Regions from separate parts of the Sus scrofa genome. Here region 2 is linked to region 1. A link is a contact called in public Hi-C data. All regions are on one chromosome and are shown on one strand. Each heading gives the region's core, a stretch centred on a gene start, on an enhancer-like site or on the middle of the called end of the contact. The rest is flanking DNA. Distances are from core to core; before and after follow the strand shown. Region 1 holds the start of RASL11B (ras-like protein family member 11B). Region 2 overlaps SCFD2 (sec1 family domain-containing protein 2).

Region 1 (5,930 bases), core at 990-3,489:
CAAAGAAACAGAGCATTTTCGCAATTTTTATGAAATTCAATTTGGAATTAAACCAATGCAGGAAAATGTAGGGTATTTTGGATACACCCTTTTCCCTTCTGACTCAAATGGCTGAATTCTCTAGAAGTCAACCTTTTCTTATGCTTATTATTAAGGTTGTATATCTTGCTAATTAAGTCACTTATCCTAGGCAATTTGAGATTACTCCCTTTTTTTTTTTTTTTTTTTTGGTCTTTTGTCAGGCTCCACCTGCTGGCATATGGAGGTTCCCAGACTAGGGGGTCTAATTGGAGCTGTAGCCACCAGCCTAGGCCACAGCCACTGCAATGCCAGATCCGAGCCAAATCTGTGACCTACCCCACAGCTCATGGCACCACCAGATCCTTAACCCACTGAGCGAGGCCAGGGATCAAACCCGCAACCTCATGGTTCCTAGTTGGATTCGTTAACCACTGAGCCAAGACGGGAACTCCGAGGTTACTCTTCTATTTCCTCCTTGGTTTTCTGCAAACACCTAAACTGTGATAGGCCAGAGAGTTCATCGCAGCGCCTAAACTGGGTCAGCATCGTAAATTTTATTAAATACCTGGTCAGTTAAGTCAAGGCTAGAAAAGAGAGTCCAAACTAAATGCCTGACCTGGGAAGAAGGGAACTGGTTTACTTTTACCCTTCAACCTTTAATGTGGGCGTGGGCACAATGCCACAGCGTTTGTTGTCATGTGCCTCTGGGATAAAAGCCGCTGGAGGAGTTCCCGTCATGGCGCAGTGGTTAACGAATCCGACTAGGAACCAGAAGGTTGCGGGTTCGGTCCCTGCCCTTGCTCAGCGGGTTAACGATCCGGCATTGTCGTGAGCTGTGGTGTAGATTGCAGACGCGGCTTGGATCCCGAGTTGCTGTGGCTCTGGCGTAGGCCGGTGGCTGCAGCTCCGATTCAACCCCTAGCCTGGGAACCTCCATATGCCGCGGGAGCGGCCCAAGAAGTAGCAAAAAGCCAAAAAAAAAAAAAAAAAGCCCCTGGAACTTTAGGGGCCCACCCAGTTAGGTGGGTGGGCAGGAGGGAGAGTAAGAGGGGGAATGGAGGGGGGGTCAGCCTGAGTGTCTGGTGACATTCTGCAGTCAGTTTCGGCTACAGAATGTTGCTTGGATGGAGAATTCAGCCCACTATTGAAGATGTCTTTGGTAAGAATGTAAGGGGCTGGAGCTCGGGATTTTATGAGCGCAAGTTGGCATCAAGTCACTTAACCAACCTTGCCATTCCTGATGGCCAGAGACTAAGTGCATACCCTTTGGAATGTCTGCTTCCCAATCCAGTCAGTACACAGAGACAGCTGGGCTGTTTCTTTCCTTTTCACAGATCTTGGAGGAGGTGTGACTGTGTGTGAGGCTGCTAGAAAGCTTGTTCCATAATTACTTCTAGATTTGCCTCTGAGTGTGCCGTACACGCACTCGACCGCACGCGTGTTCACGTGAGCTTGTCAAAGGGTGAGTGATCCGCCACCTTGCCAACAAGAGCTAGAGCAAAATGGGTGACGTTATTTTCCCCCAAAGCCACATTTCAGGGGAATGGGTAAGGGGTTTTTGTTACTGATGGCCACTGCAGTCAAATCTATAATTGGGCATGCCATCCTGGCCGCACGTACCCAAGTCAGTGCCCCCAATTAAGGAAACAGGCGCGAAGCCGGGGAGCAGGACGGGCGACCTCAAGCGCTCATACCCTAGAGGCCCCCCAGCCCCCTGGGCGCAGCTCCCCTGAGGGTGGAGGGCGCGGGGCAGAGAGGTCTGCTGGCTGCAGGGAGTAGGCGGGAGGGCTGGGCATCCAGGCGGGTGCAGATGGCTGGTAATGCTCATGGGGGGCCCCGGGCCGCGCTCTCCCGGGCGGTCAGGCAGGTAGACTGGCGGACAGGCAGCTCCCCCACGGCCGCCCCCAGTTTCCTGGAACCGAGGCGCCCCCAACTCCGAAGCCACAGCATCTGCCCTGTGCCGGCGCAGCAGGACCCCAGCCTGCGCCCAGCGCTTCTCTCCCGTCTCCGCCTTTGGCTGCGCCGCCGGCTCCAGCCCACATGCTGCCCCCCTCCCGGGCCGGCTGCCCCATTTTCCCCTCGCCTCACGAGGCCGGGCACCGGCTCCTGGCGACCCTAAGGGCGCCGCGCGCGGGGAGAGGCGCCGGGGGCGGGGCCTTGCGCAAGGCGCCCGGGGATTGGCCACGGGAGGAAAGGGGCGGAGCCGGCCCCGGACAAAACGGCGCGCGCGCAGCCGGAGTGCAGTCCCAGCCTGGAACCTGAGCCCTCCGGAGACGTATTACGCGCGGGTTCTGGTACCTTTTTATCGCGGACTCCCCTGCTCTGTCTTCCCGCCTGCTCCCTCGTAGCGCGAGCCTCTTCCCGACCCGCAGGTCCGGTCCCGCGCGGTGCAGTCCCCGCCGAAGCGGCGATGCGCCTTATTCAGAACATGTGTACCATCTCCGAGTACCCCGCCCCGGGCAGCGCAGCCGCCGCCGATTGCTGCTTAGGGGCGGCGGGCCGCCGCCTGGTCAAGATCGCCGTGGTTGGGGCCAGTGGCGTGGGCAAGACCGGTGAGTCCTCGCGCTCCGGCGAGAACCCGTTTAACTCCCCCGCTGGAGGTGGGCGGCCCCCGCTGGGAGTCGCGGTTAATCGAGGCGTGGTGGAGAGAAGGGAGCTGCCACCGGACCGCTCGCTCTCTCCTATTGACCCGCTGCCCCTCGGGAGGGACCTTAGCTATCGTCCTTTCCAACCCCTTCCTTAATCATATGAGGGAAACAAATTGATCCTGAATGGCCAGACAACCCTCTATACCACCCGCACGATCGGCATTCGAATTTTTGGGTTCTTGAGCCTCTGGCAGAGCCTGGCACAGAAAGGGGAGTTAGTGAATGTTAATCCCCTCCTGGAGATCTTTAAGGTTGGGAAAGACGTTTGTCTGCGGGAAGGCTTAGGTGGGGCTCGGCCGGGCTCAGGGGATGGGGGTTGGGACCAAATGACCCTTCCAGCTGGACAGGGCCATAACTCACGATGCCTTTAGCCCCCTCTCCGTTGTGTCTGGAAGAAGGGTCAAGGAGCTGCAGGGTAGGAATTTCATTTGGTGGCCGGCTGGCTTTCTCTGAGAATTGTTTTTTAGGCTGGGGGGTGGGGTGGAGACTAGCCTAACTTCTTGGGCCAAGGTTAACCCTCTTTGCTTTCTCTTTTCTGACCTGCAGCTCTGGTCGTCCGGTTCCTCACCAAACGATTCATTGGTGACTATGAAAGAAATGCAGGTGAGGAAATAAATTTGTTTGAGGAAAATGCTGTCAGCTTGCACCAATACTGCTGTTCCCATTTATGTGTGTGTGTGTGTGTGTGTGTGTCACTATGGGCAGGGTCCTTCAGAGTGACAGTCTGAGCCCCGGGATCCTGCCACCTCCAACTTCACTTGCCCCCTCCCATACTCCACCCCCCACCCCCATAACTGCCATCTGGCCTCATTCCATTCCAAGCCCATTCATCATTTTATCAAGTGCCTGAAAGTATTCCCCTTGGTATGTTTTAACTATAGGGACCCCAGCTGGAAGCACCCTTTGTACTCAAGAGCCTCTCCCTTCAAAACACTCCTGCAAAAGTCATAAAAAAAAAAAAAAAAAAAAAAAAGATGGCCAGCTCCTACCCCCACCCCACCCCTCGCCCTCACTGCTGGCTGCCTTTCAGAGGTGACCTTTGAAAGCAAAGGCCAAAAGAGAGCAGTTGTAAACCCAAAGTTCTCTTCTCGTCACAAAGAAAAGTAACTTGATGGTAAAATTTTAGAAGGAGAGTTCCTGAATTAATGAGAGGACAGGATTTCAATCCCTGCGATTAAGAATATCTACTGGGGAGGCTTAAGAGCTTTCTACCTATGCTCTGTTAGCAAATTGCTTAATTCCTTAGACCATATGAAGTACCTTTGGGGGATTATTTGAAATGCACTATATAAAGCATCTCAAGATAAGGCATGACAGCCCTCTGCTTTGATGTAGAGTCAGCTATGTTATGTCACACTTTTATTGCAATTGATAATGTTGGCTGTACATTGACTAACAATATTTGCCCACCAAGCCATTATATCTAATAACTAAAATATAAAATTTATGCCAAAGAGTGATCAGTACTAAAATGAAACAGAATCTCACACATGCTGAACAAGGGAATTTTTTTCAAGGAAATTCTCTAATTGTGGATACTTCATTTAAAATTAAACAACTAAGTTTCCAAAAACTTACATGCTTTGTCCTAGTTTTAATAAATCTGCTAATACGGGGTTAAAATGGCAGTTGTTTTTAAAAGACCTGAAATAAGCCCATGAAATAGAAGAACCTATAGCTTATTTTTGTGCATTGGTTTAAGTCATATTTTCTAAGTTAAAAAAAATATCCCACAGGGATTTAAAACATTGTGGTGCAGTGGGTTAAGGATCTGGTGGTGGCACTGCAGTGGGTTCCTGCTGTGGCATGGGTTTGATCCCTGGCCCAGGAACTTATCCGTGCTGCAGGAGTGGCCAAAACAGAAAAAAAGAAAGAAAAAAAAAACAGCCACAATATTTTAAAAGTTGTACAGGAAGGAAGAACATAATTTTTTTTTTCCTTCCTAGGTAATCTCTATACCAGACAAGTCCAAATAGAAGGCGAAACCCTGGCTATTCAGGTTCAAGACACTCCAGGTATTCAGGTGAGAAGCTCTGAGATATGTGACTTGGTCAGAGGTGGTCTGCTTGGCTGTGGACTTGTTCATTTGTCTTCAGGGTACCTCACGCAAAGGAGGAGAGAAACTTGGGGAGTCAGGTCTCTGCTTTTATATGCTTGTCATTTCAGTTGTATCTGGCTCATGGTCAGTCTGAGCCTGGCTCAGTTTGGGAGACTTGGCTAAGGGGCAGAAATCTTCTCTTGGGAGGATTCTCCCCAGCAAGAGAGACCAAACCAAACACACTTGGACTTGGCACCACGCCCTTACTCTGGTTAGAAAGGTCGGTTTTTACGTTTGTGTTTTTGGCAATAAAAATCAAACATCTAGGTATAGTGTCCAAACACTTGCAGTCACTTTTATATTCTGGAAAGTTACTCAATAGACAAAGAACCATGCAAGAGTGTGTGTGTGTGTGTGTGTGTGTGTGTGTGCGCTTTCTTTTTCCCCCTCTTGAACTGGGCAGTTATCCAGGTTTAAATGCTTCCAGCTCCTATCTTTGCTTCCCCAGACTTACTGTCTAGCCAGTTAATTTCCCATTTTGTGCAACTACAAAGTCTCCCTGCATGGAGTTCTCTGCAGGTCAATTTTCCACTTGAGTGTGGCGAGCTGCTCTGTTATTTATTCCAGCTCCATGCAGCTGGATCAACATATTGTTGAGAAAGCCTGAGTGAGGGTGGAGACGAAAGAATTGGTTTATGGCCCCGCAACCTGGCGTTCCTGCTCAGGGCTCATTTGAACCCGCTCTCCCGCCCTCGCCCTTCACCTTGCCGTCACCCCTCTCTTCCAGGTCCACGAGAACGGCCTGAGCTGCACGGAGCAGCTGAATCGGTGTATCCGCTGGGCCGACGCCGTGGTGATCGTCTTCTCCGTCACCGACTACAAGAGCTACGAACTCACCGGCCAGCTCCACCAGCACGTGCAGCAGCTGCACCTGGGCGCCCGGCTGCCCGTGGTGGTCGTGGCCAACAAGGCCGACCTGCTGCACATCAAGCAGGTGGACCCCCAGCTCGGACTGCAGCTGGCCAGCATGCTGGGCTGCTCCTTCTACGAAGTGTCCGTCAGCGAGAATGACAACGACGTCTACAACGCCTTCCACGTGCTGTGCAAAGAAGTGAGTCACAAGCAGCAGCCCAGCAGCACTCCAGAGAAGCGGCGCACCTCCCTCATCCCCAGGCCCAAGTCCCCCAACATGCAGGACCTCAAGAGGAGGTTCAAGCAAGCCC
Region 2 (5,930 bases), core at 1,161-3,660, 130 kb after region 1:
ACAGAGAGGAAAGGGAGGAACTTGTGTAATATAAAAATCACTGACATAAATTAGACAGTTGTGAGTGTTGGCTGGTCCCTAAGAGCAACTTTTTGTGTTACTCTATAAAAGGATGACCTCAATGCTGTATCACAAAGCCACCATTGTCAAGAGTGCCCTGCAAACACCACTGTGAGGATCCACCCGCTTTTAATTCTTATCAGGGAAACAAAAGAGCCAAAAGGTGATTGACACTGGAACCAAATGCTTTCCAATGGGACTAGACTCATGCAAGAGTCTGCAACTTACAAAAGATTAGGCTGCTCTGAAATCAGTGTCCTTTGGGAGCATCTATGACCTAAGAAGGACCATTTCAGGAAGAATGGGAAACTGCCTGTGAGCTGTGAATCCTAAACAGGTCTCAGTAGTTCTTCTGCAGACTTGTGGTTGCCAAGGGGGAGGGGAAGGGAGTGGGATGGACTGGGAATCTAGGGTTCACAGATGCAAACTACTGCATTTGGGGTGGATGAGCAATGGGATCCTGCTGGATAGCACGGAGAACTATACCTAGTCACTTGTGATGGAACGTGATGGAGAATAATGTGAGAAAAAAGTCATACATACATATATATATGTATGGATCACTACGCTGGCTGCTTTGCTGTGCAGTAGGAATTGACAGAACACTGTAAACCAACTATAATGGAAAAAATAAAAATCATTTTAAAAAACTATATATTAAACATATTTTGGAGTATCAAAAAAAATAATAAGTAGTTCTTCTGGCTGAATCATCAGTGACAAACCCTTAGGTCAGCAGAGGTCTGAGATTATCTATGATCCTGACACAGCAGGAGTGGGGCAGGCAGAGCCGTGTGCAATGTGGAACGTAGGTGCCAGGACTTCTCTGGAGTCCTCTTTTGCTCATGAGCCATCCTGGACTGCCCCAAATCGCTTTAATGAAATACAGCTGGATTTTGCACCCTCCCCAATATGTGGAAGATGGGAAAAATGATTCCGCTTACTCGCCTCCACGTTTTATGAGCTAAAGTGTGAAGGAACTATCAAAACCTTCTGAAACTTATTAAGCTGAATTCTGTCGCCAGTAACACATTTATAGCTTAAAAAAAAAAAGCTATGGAGGATTTTCAGTGGGGCACAGGTATTTAAAGACACAAATTACTCATTTAATTGGGAACCTCATTGCTAAGCCCCAGACAACTTAGGTTTTAAAATTTCTCTTGGGGTTTTAAGTGTATTGATCATAAAATGCTTATTTAATAGTGTCTGACTGTGTGCTCCCTGGCAGTAGAGGTAACCATCACTTGTTCCTACCCAGCTCTGAAAGCTGGGCACAATAGTCAGCATGTGTTCGTGAAAGCACAGGTACATATTCAGCATAAGTCAGAGTACAGTAGTTCCCAGCGTGGCGCAGTAGAAATGAATCCAACTAGGAACCATGAGGTTGTGGGTTCGATCCCTGGCCTTGTTCAGTGGGTTAAGGATCTGGCATTGCCATGAGCTGCGGTGTAGGTCACAGATGTGGCTCGGATCCCGTGTTGCTGTGGTGTAGGCTGGTAGCTGTAGCTCTGATTCAACCCCTAGCCTGGGAACCTCCATATGCCACAGGAGCAGCCCTAAAAAGAAAAAAAAATCAGAGTACAGTTTTAAGGATCCTTCTACTGTAGTAAAGTCATTTTGGTTATTTCCAATAAATATTTATTTCATTTGGCAGGGTGTTTAGCACCATATGTTATTAATTAGCCTTATGTTTCATCCTAAATACTAAAATAGAAGCCTTTCAAGTTACTGAGGATCCCAAATGCATTCATAATAAAATGCTAATATCATCTTTGTGACTGCGTTTGGGTGTTGATAAATTTGAGGGTGTTTTAGAGCAGTGCCTGGGGAAAAAGTTCCAGCAGAATTTTACAAAACCGTGGCAGTTTTGTTTGATTAAGAAATCACACCCCAAAGATGTCTGGAAAATTTCCTTTAAAAGATTTCGAAATGCCAGATGCACATATTTTTGCATTAAAAAAAGGCAGTTTAGGAACACAAACATCAAAAGTTTATGATTTTAGAAGACTTTAGTCTCTGTCTGGAATTCTGGGTCAGAGTTAGCAGGTTAGTGTGGAGTCAGGTTTTAACAAGTTTCTCCAAATATGTAACAGATGACACTGCAATTTCAGCTATGCTCACCCATTCTCAAACAAAGCCCTAAACACACTTGGGAATTTCCAGTCAGATCAGACAAACACCAGAGAGAGTAGGTTGGAGCTGGGCTTTTTTAAAAAATGCTGAAGCAATATCAAGGAATAATTTCTCATTCGACACTGAGTGGGCAGAAGCGACGCACAATTCCTCTCCATACCCTGCTTTTGTCCCGGCCTGACATCAGGCATCAGGGGAGGAGCACAGGCAAGCCAGCCCATTCTCGCTGCCTCCTCGGACCCAGTGGGTGTCTGAGGCTGGAGGCTGGCCGGAGCCTCCTCCCTCCTTCCACAGCTGCTCCTCTTTGCATCCTGGACGAGGTACCTCTTTTCCCTCTTCCGCTCCCTTCCTTGGGCAATTTAAAGGGGAAAAAATACAAAGTTTTCTTTCATTGCTTTTAAGGGCTACATCCTGAGCATATGGAAGTTCCCAGGCTAGGGATCGAATTGGAGCTGTAGCCACAGCAACGCAGGATCCAAGTCATGTCTGTGACCTACACACAGCTCATGGCAATGCCGGATCTGCTTTGACATCTGTGACCGACACCACAGCTCATGGCAACGCTGGATCCTTAATCCTCTGAGTGAGGCCAGGGATCTCAAACCCGCATCCTCATGGATACTGGTCAAGTTCATTACTGCTGAGCCACAACGGGAATCCCCAAAGTTTCTTAAAGCTGATGATCACATGTAAGGTTCTTCAGCTCCTTGTACCTTCCACTTTATGTACCAAGGGAAAGTTTGATGATTAGAATCCATTCTGCAATTCTGTGCCTCATAACGACTGACTCTTTGAGTTCATGATAGAAGTTAATAAGCATTTTCTCAGCAACCACCGTGTGCTGGGTACTGCAGGGGATGCAAAGAAAAGCGACACCATTCGTCATCTCAGGAATCTTAGGATACAGTTGTGGGATTATAAAAGTACCTAATTTAATTTTTAAAATTTCAAACTACAAGGTAGAATTTAGTATTAGTGATGGCAGGGGTGGGGGGGCATCTGAATCAAATGAAACTCCCAACATTTGAACATTTTTCTAGTCTAAAGAAATCAGACTTTCACACGGCTCAACACATTACTTTGTGAGAATTTAGAGCTTGATACATAATGCACTATAACTTAGCTGCAAACTTAACAACAGCTTGAAAGGATTTTAAAAAGAATGATTATGTATTATTTCCTTTCTCCCTTCATTGCTTTATTTTTTTTAAAAAACAAAGATGAGCAAACTCTATTTTCAAATGGCTATCCTTTTCTTTTTTCTTTTCTTTTTAGGGCTGCACCTGCAGCATATGGAAGTTTCCAGGCTAGGGGTCAAATCAGAGCTCCAGCTGCCAGCCTACACCACAGCCACAGCAATTCGGCATCTATGCCTCATTTCTGACCTATGCTATAGCTCACGGCAACATCGGATCCTTAACCCCCAACTGAGGCCAGGGATTGAACCCACATCCTCACAGAAACTGTGTTGGGTTCTTAACCTGCTGAGCTGCAATGGGAACTCCTGGCCATCCCTGTCGTCACAAACTTTCCTCTTCAAGAAAACACTGGCCTTTGCTCGCCTTTCCCTCTGCCCCCTCCTGGCTCCACTTAAAAAAATTTCTTTGGGAAATCTCTGGGGCACAGGTTTCTACAGAATTTCTCTTTCAACAGAGCTCATGGAAAGGTGAGCCATCTCATCCAAGGAGGGGAACCTTTCAAAATTGAGGATTGGCAACCTGCCAATATCAACAAAGCCTCTTCTTGTAAATCAGAATAATTGGTAAGTTCTTTGCTGAACCAACCCGGAGCAAGAGTATTTCTGCTCAAACTTACTGATCGCCATCTTTTTACATATTTGAACTATTCTCTGTGATTTTGGCAATTGGTAACTGAGAAGGTAGAGGCACACACCTGTTCCCATAAAAAGAGCAAACAAACAAAATGCCATGATGGAGTTCCCTCTCATCCCACCGACCAGTCAGAACAGCCAGACAGCATTTCCCCACATCCAAGGAACGGAGGCGACCACCGGGCACGTGGGGGTCTCAAAAGCCCCCACCAAAGTGCATGTATGAGAAACTGTAGGTTGAAACGGCTGCCAGGACCAGACAGTCCTACCCCTCCCTCCTCTCCTATGTCTCAGACCTCGTAGGGGTGGGAAATGAGCTTATCAGCTACAGGAGAGCAGTGGGCAAAAGCTGGGAGAGAGAATGCCTTAACTCTAAATCAAGCCTGAAGTTTTGACTATTACATGGGGTCAGACATACAAGTGACTACAATGAGACTGTATTTTTTAAGGGCGACTAGAAAAGTTATGGACCTGCCCAAACATTCATCCAAAGATAAAGAACTAGAACCCACTGAATAAATGAAAATAACACTGAAAAACAAAATAAGATTGCCTTATGATTCCATGAGCCAAGCTTATACAACGTACTAGTTGCATGATTTAGAAGGCCTGAATGACCTGGGCCTCTAGTGAAGACTTAAGTTCAGACAGTTAAGTCCAGGAGGAAACAGCTGTTGCTAATATTGAGGTTTTTCAATATCCAAAAATAAATAAATAAATAAATAAGCTTAACCTATGTAATACTTTTTTTTTTTTTTTTCGGTCTTTTTAGGGCTGCACCTGTGGCATATGGAAGTTCCCAGGCTAGGGGTCAAATTGGAGCTACAGCTTGTGGCCTATGCCACAGCTACAGCAACAGGAGATCCGAGGCATATCTGTGACCTATACCACAGCTCATGGCAACGCTGGATCCTTAACCCATGGAGCAAGCCCAGGGATTGAACCTGCATCCTTATGGATACTAGTCAGGTTCATTACTGCTGAGCCACAGTGGGAACTCCAATGTAACACTTGTTTTTATGGATTCATTTCCACTTTTCTGTACCTTAACCTTCACATACAGATTAGCCCATCTGAGGGATGGCAAATCTTCATTTCAGTAGCATTTCATGATGTCTGTGGCTGAATTACTCCGTTTCTGTACTAATTCCCTTTAGGAACACTGACCCAGAGAAGGTAAAGGAATACATTTCCTGTTACAATATAATATATTGAATACAGTATTATTTTTCGTGTGATTATTTTCCATCTCTTCCTTGACTTAGTCTTGCCACCCTATCCTCCCCCCTTTTTTTGCTAATGCAATGATGCTTTTTCTTGACTATGAAGATGTATATCACTAGTTCCTGTTGCATAAAAATAATAGCTAAAAATTATGGACCATCTACTTGTTCTAAATGCTATATCTATCTATCTATCTATCTATCTATCTATCTATCTATATATATATATATATATAAAACTTCTAATAGTTATAATAATTCTGGGGAAGAAGTAGTAGTAGCCTCACTTTACAGAAGGTGGATGGAATTGCAAAAAGGCCAAGTTAGTTGTTCCAGTTTATAAAGCCAACACATCAGGGAGCCCAGACTCTCAACCTGAGCATTCCCAATCCCTAAGTTCATTTGTTCTGGAAGATGAAAAGAGAGGGCATCACTGTAAGAATAAGGACCAGGAAACCTGATGATGCTCCCAGTTCTGCAAATGACTTATGGATTATTGGGTTAGTCCCGTCATCTCTTCTGCTGAGATAAAACCATGCTACACCCATCTATTTCTCTTAAAGGGGTGTTATGAGATGGCTGATAAAGCATACTAAGGAGAGGTGTTAATGTAAATAGTCTTTTTTTTTTTTTTTTTGTCTTTTTGCCATCTCTTGAGCCGCTCCCACAGCATATGGAGGTTC

Evidence for each region. Hi-C and Micro-C count contacts between places; a contact is called where the count stands out from the background.
Region 2: a Hi-C map of omental adipose tissue shows a contact between it and region 1, with 2.1 times the contacts expected there. The contact joins the enhancer-like site here to the promoter of RASL11B in region 1. A contact is called at or near these places in 5 of 47 Hi-C or Micro-C datasets (embryonic fibroblasts, heart right ventricle, omental adipose tissue and 1 more).

The regions. Positions count from the first base shown.
Region 1 is chr8:39,701,160-39,707,089 of Sscrofa11.1, forward strand. It overlaps RASL11B (ras-like protein family member 11B), which reads left to right and starts at 2,240. Exons shown (of 4, transcript XM_003128970.4): 1 at 2,240-2,573; 2 at 3,216-3,272; 3 at 4,616-4,692; 4 at 5,495-5,930. The coding sequence starts at 2,432.
Region 2 is chr8:39,831,656-39,837,585 of Sscrofa11.1, forward strand. The region is part of intron 5 of SCFD2 (sec1 family domain-containing protein 2); the gene reads right to left. Among named protein-coding and RNA genes, the nearest start is that of RASL11B, 130 kb to the left of the region's middle. Within about 2 kb of position 2,411, at least 5 of the 83 cell types and tissues checked have an H3K27ac peak or open chromatin away from gene starts, as enhancers often do. A contact at or near this core is called in omental adipose tissue, where this site is marked.